Linked DNA regions of Gossypium hirsutum: all the other regions are linked to region 2. The links are chromatin contacts, called in public Hi-C maps. All regions are on one chromosome and are shown on one strand. Each heading gives the region's core, a stretch centred on a gene start, on an enhancer-like site or on the middle of the called end of the contact. The rest is flanking DNA. Distances are from core to core; before and after follow the strand shown.

What was found. A called contact is a pair of places that touch in the nucleus more often than the background predicts.
Region 1: a Hi-C map of leaf shows a contact between it and region 2, with 3 times the contacts expected there. The contact joins the promoter of LOC107931359 here to the promoter of LOC107957148 in region 2. A contact is called at or near these places in 4 of 34 Hi-C or Micro-C datasets (all in leaf).
Region 3: a Hi-C map of leaf shows a contact between it and region 2, with 3 times the contacts expected there. The contact joins the promoter of LOC107957146 here to the promoter of LOC107957148 in region 2. A contact is called at or near these places in 8 of 34 Hi-C or Micro-C datasets (callus and leaf).

Annotation. Positions count from the first base shown.
Region 1 is chrA05:87,204,504-87,207,309 of Gossypium_hirsutum_v2.1, forward strand. It overlaps LOC107931359 (mitochondrial import inner membrane translocase subunit TIM14-1), which reads left to right and starts at 1,260. Exons shown (of 3, transcript XM_016863241.2): 1 at 1,260-1,498. The coding sequence starts at 1,496.
Region 2 is chrA05:87,047,313-87,050,063 of Gossypium_hirsutum_v2.1, forward strand. It overlaps LOC107957148 (elongation factor 1-alpha), which reads right to left and starts at 1,444. Exons shown (of 3, transcript XM_016892582.2): 1 at 1,271-1,444; 2 at 1-482. The coding sequence starts at 462.
Region 3 is chrA05:87,179,008-87,181,707 of Gossypium_hirsutum_v2.1, forward strand. It overlaps LOC107957146 (protein IQ-DOMAIN 1), which reads left to right and starts at 1,284. Exons shown (of 6, transcript XM_041112573.1): 1 at 1,284-1,593; 2 at 1,834-1,915; 3 at 2,000-2,299. The coding sequence starts at 1,847.

The sequences.
Region 1 (2,806 bases), core at 10-2,509, 160 kb after region 2:
TAAGAGATATCGATAAGTTATATCAATTTGAGAAAATATGGAACCGATAATAAAAGTGGTCAATAATGGTTTTGCATGCAATGTTATTGTTGAAATAATGAAACAAAAAGAGGATCTTGAATAAATATATGGAATATATTGTTCAAAATAGAAAGATACAATTCGAGTACAATTAAATTCGTGGAGTTTTTGGACCAGTAGTCCAAATATCTAAAGGTATAAAACAAGTGAGGGTACAAATGAAGTAGTTTTGCAAAAACGAAATAAAAATATGAAGCTTTTTGCTAAGTCCTGGTATTAATTATGAAAAGATATAATATTATTTTATGGTGGATGCAATACCCTTTAGCTATATTATTAAACTGACAGTTTATAAAAAATTTAACATGCGTCTAATGGTTGTTGTTACAACCTTTTATGAATCATTACATAGTAAAGTTTATATTAAAATCCTTGAAGGATTTAGAATGTTAGAAACATATTGAAATTCTCGGGAAATTGTTCATTTATATGAATTGAAATAATTTGAACATATGTAATAAATTTGACTGGGTGAATAACAGTTGAAGGAGGATTATAAAATGATCCAAAGTACCTATTTATATTTTTATACAATAATTATGATTAAAGTTTCCAATGATTATTGTTGATACTCTTGAAGAGATCAAAATATATTTCCCCCAAAATTTGAAAAGCTAGTATTCAAGATTGAATATGCATAATATGAGATATTATGTGATTTTTTATGAGGAAGAGTAAATTCGCGCTGTACTCTTTTTTCCTTAACTAAGGTTTTGTCCCATTGGATTTTTTTGTAAGCTTTTTAATGAGACAACATATTATGCGTATTATAGATATTGTACTCTTTTTCCTTTCCTAGGAATTTTTTTCCCACAAGATTTTTATCTTAATAAGGTTTTAACGAGACACATTACCTACCAATGGACATCTAAGGGGGACTGTTAAGAATATCTTATTAAATGGATGTCCATCAAGATCAAGATAAATTTTGATCTCTTTTGCTTTCTCATTCTCTTTGTTCTTTGTTCTATATTCTTTGTCTTTTATTTTATAACAGTATATAATTTTTAAATATTATCATTTAGTTTTATAAAGCAACATTTATATTTACTAAATTATCAAATAATTTTTTAATATCAATTTCTGTATTAATTATTTAGTGATTAAATTTTCAATTTATTTAATATTAAAAAGTAAAATTAGTTTATATTACTAATATTCATAAATAAAATACAAATATGAAGTAGTAATATGAAATTGTAGAAGATTGGGGGACCCTAAAAAAGTTAAAACTGGTGAGGAGCATGGCCGGTCTAGACCACCTTTTAAATGAAACCAAATTACCTAAACAGAGCCCAAAACCTCGCTCGATTTTTCGTTTCACGGACAGAACCTGAAATACGAAAGCCGGAAGCCGTTTCAACATTTTCATCTTTGGATTTCTGAGGTTGTATCCCAAATCCCGTTAAGAAAAATGGTAAATTTCTAGATCCTTTTTATTAAAATTATTTCATTTTCCCATTTTTCTCTGTTTTGCCATTATGTTTTTGTTTGGATCTAATTAAATGCTTAATTTGGAGTATGAAAGTTCACCTTTTTTTTAGGAATTATTTTACTATGGATGCCATTCAGTTTCATAACATGAATAGAGAATTTGTTTCAGCTTAATATTTCTAAAAGTAAAAAGATTATTTTTTGGGGGGAGAAGTTGTTATGGCGTTGTGTACTTTCTTTTTAGTTCCAAGTATAAACCGAACTATGTTACCTGAGTTATTATTATTTAATATTCTGTGTCCAACACATATTTTGACAAATATATGGAATAATTGAGCTTATCTGTGTCGAAACATACCCGTTTTAGATACTCACCTTCGCGTCCAGTTATAATTTGTTTTGAATAAATCTGATGCTGATAGACTCCTCTGAGTTCAGGCAAAAGCCCCTTTTGTTTATGTTGTTGTTTAAAGTATGTCTGTTGGTAAACTCATGGAGATGTTGGGATTTGGCAGTTGATGTGATTTCCATGGTAGAGAAAGAGCCAAGGGAAGCTTCAGCCTTAGCTTATGTTTTTAAGTACTTGAGAGATATTTAATCTTCTTATCAATTTATTGCTTTCATGGTATGAAACGTTAGTTTCTTGTTTATCCTATGACTCCAGATTTCTTTCTAATGTTGCTTGAATTGAATATGAGAATGTGTCTGCCATAGGTATGTGTGCGTATCTATATTGAAGTTTTTCATGTATTTTGGGGGTCATATCTCCATATCTTAATATGCATTGGACACAGATACTTCACAAAAAATGAAAGAGTTGAGGAAACTTTTAGTTTATGGCATTTGGTCAGTTTGTTAGCCTTCAAAGAATTAGTAAAAAGATGAATCTTGAATGAATTAATAGCTTGTTGGCATTCAAAACCTATGTAACCTGGTCTCAAGGGGTGAGTATCAAATATAGGTATGTGTTTGACACGGATACTTTAGAGAGAATGAAGAGTCTGGAAAACATAGCTTAAAACTTATTAGAATTTGATGCGAAGTTAAAGAACTGCTTATGCTCACTAGTTGAACTCAAATTGTCTTTATTATGTGTTTGATACGGGTACTTTAAGGAATGAAAAATGTGGAAAAATCGGTGGAATAAAATGTGACTTTCAAGAGCTGCTTATGCTAAGTGATAACTTGTCGAACTAAAACTTTTTAGCTGCAATTGAGGGTTAATAGTGCTTTTTTTTTTCTTTTGTAAAATAATTAAAGACTTGATTCTTCTGCTGCAATATATATAAAC
Region 2 (2,751 bases), core at 194-2,693:
CTTGTTGCAGCAGCAAATCATTTGCTTGACACCGAGAGTGAAAGCAAGCAGAGCATGCTCACGGGTCTGTCCATCCTTGGAAATACCTGCCTCAAAACCTCCAGTGGTAGAGTCAATGATAAGGACAGCACAATCGGCCTGGGAGGTACCAGTAATCATGTTCTTGATAAAGTCACGATGTCCAGGGGCATCGATGACAGTGCAGTAATATTTGGTGGTCTCAAACTTCCACAGGGCAATGTCAATGGTAATACCACGTTCACGCTCAGCCTTCAACTTGTCAAGCACCCAAGCATACTTGAATGACCTCTTGTTCATCTCGGCAGCTTCCTTCTCAAACCTTTCAATGACACGCTTGTCAATACCTCCAAGCTTGTAGATCAAGTGGCCAGTGGTGGTTGACTTTCCAGAGTCGACATGGCCAATTACGACAATGTTAATGTGAGTCTTTTCCTTGCCCATTCTGCAGTATTAGCTTCAAGCTGCACCAACATATATATAGTTAAACCAGAATCCCATGCATAAACAATCAGTGAAAAAGGTAGCCAGAAAAACAATGAACATGTTTACCCCTGCATCCCAAAATTTAAAAAAAAAAATTAACAAATTAACACAACACGATACTTAAGCTAGTTTGATGTTTAAAATTCAACAGAATAAACCATAACATCAATTCTAATAGCATAGTTCCTACTTCATGCTTTAGAAGCAAAAATTAAGTAGCATATCTATTTTTCGCCCTTACTTTTCTACAATTTTTAAGCATCAACTTTTTTTTTTGGCAATGATTTAAGCATTAACTTTTATTGAACGAACAACTAAAGATACTATGATTTCACAGTTGAATAGAAAAATTACAGCAAAGTTCTCAAAATGGACCAAGAAAGCGCATTGATATCATAGTCTCCAAATTTTTTAAAATAAAAGTTGGTCAGAGATTGACTCACTTAAACAAAATGCACAAATCCAGAAATAATTATTCATATGAACGAAAACAAATCTACAGCCAAAAGAATCAATACAACGATCATAATAAACAACAATTTCTCTTAAAAGCTCAAATAAGATCTCCAAATTATTATCATACGATAAATCTAACAACAGTATTACAGAAAAAAAAAATCTCATCAGGAAAAAAAGAAGACAAAAATCAAAAGAGAGATCTAAATTACATTGAAATTAAAATAAAAAGTTAAGCCAGGCGAATAAAAAATAGAGCAAATAAAAATATGAAAGAATGGATTGAATAAATTAGATCTGAGAATGGAACCTAAGAAATAGAAGCGATCTGAAGCTGAAATCGTGGCGACAAAGCAGAAGAGAGATTATAATAGTAAGAGAGGTGATAGGGTTTTACAAGTGAGCTGCTCTCTCGTTCATTTTTATAGTCAGGTTTTAGCTTCTTTCTTTTTCTTCCTAAAATGTCCTTTTTCATATTTGTTTTGACAGATACGTCCTTCGGTTTCTTATTAGGGGCGTCGAGGTTTAATTTTCACGTATGTGGAGTATGATGTGGTTAAACGGACGTTTTTTATTGGTAAGTGGATATTACGTGCTTATCTTGTGAGTGGGAGTTATTCGCTTTAGGTTTGGGTTGGGTCCTTGGCTTACTATACAAATTGCAAGAATTAGTCATAAGGGATGGGCCTGGCCTTGAGCAGAAGTCGTATGGACACCGGCCATTGGCAGGCTTTTTGTCTGCACAAATTGCAATTGCAAACAAAAGGCCGTCTCATCGACTGGGATGTACCTGAGCAGCGGGAGATGAGAGATGAGCCACAGGTATTCCTTATTTGCTGGTGGGATCTATGTCAGGTTATTCCTTAAGGATCCCAATTTTCCTTTTACAAATCCCAAATAATTTTAATTATATCGTTTTTTGCATTTTTAATATTTTTTCACAGACTTACTTTTTTTAATTTCTAATATTTTTACAACTTTTAATAATTATTTGCAATCAAGATTTTGACATGGCACTATCAACAGTGAATGTTGATTTTGAATAATCCCAACCTACCGCATAAATATCGTAGACACTATATCTTTATTCTCTGTCGAAGTATCTTTACCACAACATATTTAGTAGTTATTTATTTATAAAATATTTGGATATCACTCTCATATTTGCCATTACAATCCTACTATCACCTTTGCCATAGCATTGCCAATTATTTACTAATTCTATATATTACTCAACATTGCATATTTACCTTAGTTTTGCCATAACATTTCATTCAATCATTTTGCCATAGCATTAACCCGACTTTATTAAAATAATTTGACCAACTTTGTGCCTCAATTCGATCCTCTTGGGAGCGATACTCACTCATCACTTTATTACTTGAACCGACGAGTATACTTGCACAAATTGCATATCATTTCACACGCGACAAGTTTTTGGCACTGTTGCTGGAGATCGACAATTTGGTGAAATTTGGTTTCGTTATTTTAGTTAGTAGTTTTATTTAATTTAGTTTTATTTAATTTTTACAAGTTTGCCATCAATGCATAAAGAGGCATTTCTACTAATACAAAATACCTTTTTGATCCAAATATTGACAGAACTTTGCGAAAAAAGAAAGAATTGAGAAAAATAGCTGGAAACAAGAATGATTTCAATAGTAATCCAAATTATTACAATAAGAATCCTCACATGGGGCGTGTGGTGGATGATCGAGATAGGCCAATCAGAGAGCATGTTATCCCGATCCTAGATGACTTGAATCCAGGAATAGTCAGACCGACTATACA
Region 3 (2,700 bases), core at 34-2,533, 130 kb after region 2:
ATTTTCGTCCACACAGGTAGAGACACGGGCATGTGTCTCAGTCGTGTGTGACACACGGCCAGGTAGCACGACCGTGTGTCCCCTATAGTTTTCAAAAGGTTGCAAGTTAGGTTTTACATGGCCTAACACACGGCCTAACACACAAGCGTGTGAGGTTATTTCAAAGGGTATGTGTGACCCAAGTCAGTGAGTTACACGGGCACGGACAGGGGCTGGGACACGACCGTGTGTCCCTATTTCGAATGCTTACGTAGCCTAAGACATGGGTGTGTCTTTTGGCCATGTGACCCCTTCAGTTTGTAAATTTTCATCTTTTCCCTAAAATTTCTATATGTTCCTGATTTAGTTTCGATTTGTTTCTAATGTATTTTTAGAGCCTCGAGGGCTCTTATAAGAGACAATATGTATGCTATTGATTGGTTTTACTGTGATTGATGATATGAATTACATAAACTAAAATTTTTTTATAGTTCTGAAATTTAAACTCCGGTAATGCTCTGTAACCCTATTCTGATAACAGATACAGGTTAGGGGTGTTACATAGAATATATTATCTTGTTATTTTTTTATTTGAGTATTATTTACAAAAAAAAATATCAAATAATAATAACAGGAATAACAACAACAATAAGGGTAAACTACACTTGTAGTTACTCAACTATTGGTAAATATTTTTTTTAGTCACTCAACTATTTGATTTTTTATTTTGTCAGCGAAGGTTAAATGACTAATGGGAAGATGACTCGACAACTTTTAAAATTGATAAATAACAAATTTAACCATCGACATTTATGCATTGAGTCAATTTAATTTTGGTTCTAAAAAAAATTAATCTTCAACGTCTACACATTGTGATTTTTTTTTTCAATTTTGATTTTTGTTTGTGACGCTTTCACCTAAAAATCTAAAAAAAAAATCTATCAACTAATTTTGATCGAAAATATATCAAAAATAAAAACACCAAATTCAATATAATAGTTTTCATCTTCTTTTCGTTCTTTTAAAATTAACCATAAATGTCTCAAATAAAAATAAAATTACAAAAAAAATAATTATAAAATGTGTAAATATTAAGAATATTTTTTTAAATTAAGATTAAATTAATTTAATGTATAAATATTAACAGTTAAATTTTAAAAACTGTGAAATTATATTTGTGTCGGTAAAAACGGATGACTAAAGAATTTTGGAATAATGGAATGACTAAAAAAGTTAAAAGGAATTTGACGAGTAACGCTAATAATAACAATAATAATAGTAAGACAACTTTTTGTAGTGTACTTGCTTGGTGTTGCCGCAGCAGTTATGTTTTGTTGCTTGTTTTGGTTAATTTATTTTAAAGTGGTCTATGGGACTTTCTGGGTCCCAACTTTTCTTAGTTATCCTCTGCAAATGCCAACCTGTTCTTTTATTATTATTTTCCGCCATTTTTGCTCTCTTTCAAGCATTTTTTTTTTGCCTAGATCCACTTCTCTCTCTTTGATTTTTAATTACTGCATTTTTGTTTTAATACACAATAAGAACAACTAAGAGATAGAATGTGACTTATCAATCTTTTAACTGAGATCTGTGAGAATTTTTCTATGTACCAAGGTATTGTAAATTTTCAGTAGTTTCCTGGGTTCATTTTTGTTTTCATTTTGAACGTATTTATTGAGTTTTTGTCTTAATAAAAATGTTCAAATTTGGAAACTTTGATATGATTTTTTTTTTTTTGCTTTTAGTGAAGATCTTCTATTTCTGGAATCTGGGTTGTTCTTCATTTCTCAGATTGAATTCATTTTTCTTTTATAAATATTAATTCTCATTGAATTTCATGTTCTTGAAGAACAGGAATTATTTACAGATGGGAAAAAAAGGTGGCTGGCTTTCTATTGTGAAGAAAGCTTTGAGCCCTGAATCCAAGAAATCTCAGGTTTCAATGATTTAATTCATAATTTAATGGATTTCTTTTTTCGGTTTGGGTTTTCTTAGATTTGTTGTTTTTAATTAATTTCAGCACCAAACTCCAAAGCCAAAGAAAAAATGGTTCGGAAAAAGCAAAGATTTGAGCCCTGTGTCTGTGCCTGAAGAAACTGAAGTGATAACTGAAGATGCAAAGCTAAAAGAAGCTGAAAACGAACAAAGCAAACATGCCTACTCTGTGGCTCTTGCCACCGCTGTGGCGGCCGAGGCAGCGGTGGCAGCTGCTCAGGCGGCTGCTGAAGTTGTCCGTCTCACTTCTCAGCCGCGCCATCTGGGGAAGTCAAAGGAGGAAATAGCTGCTATCAGGATTCAAACAGCATTTCGTGGATATTTGGTATATATATATCATTACTTTTCTTTTCTTTTTTGCTTAATTTTGATGTTTTATGTTCTTATTTATTACTTAATGAATTCAAACATTTTTGAAGGATCCGAAAATACATTGTGTTCGCCTGTTCTTTATGTAAACATATACGTATGAACTTTAACTGGATTTTCCATTGTTGTCGTCCATGTCGGTCGGTGCTATTGCTTGAATTGAAAGTTGTTATTGATTTTGAAATGATCGTTGGACATTTTGTTCGTATCGGCCTTTCTTGATGATTACTTGTGGCTAATTATGTTGATGATGATTAGGAAAGGTGTTCTTGAGTGTTGGTGATGTGTAGCATAATCATAATTTCTCCTGAATCATTTGTTTTCTGAGCGATTAATCATATTCATGCTATGAGTTAT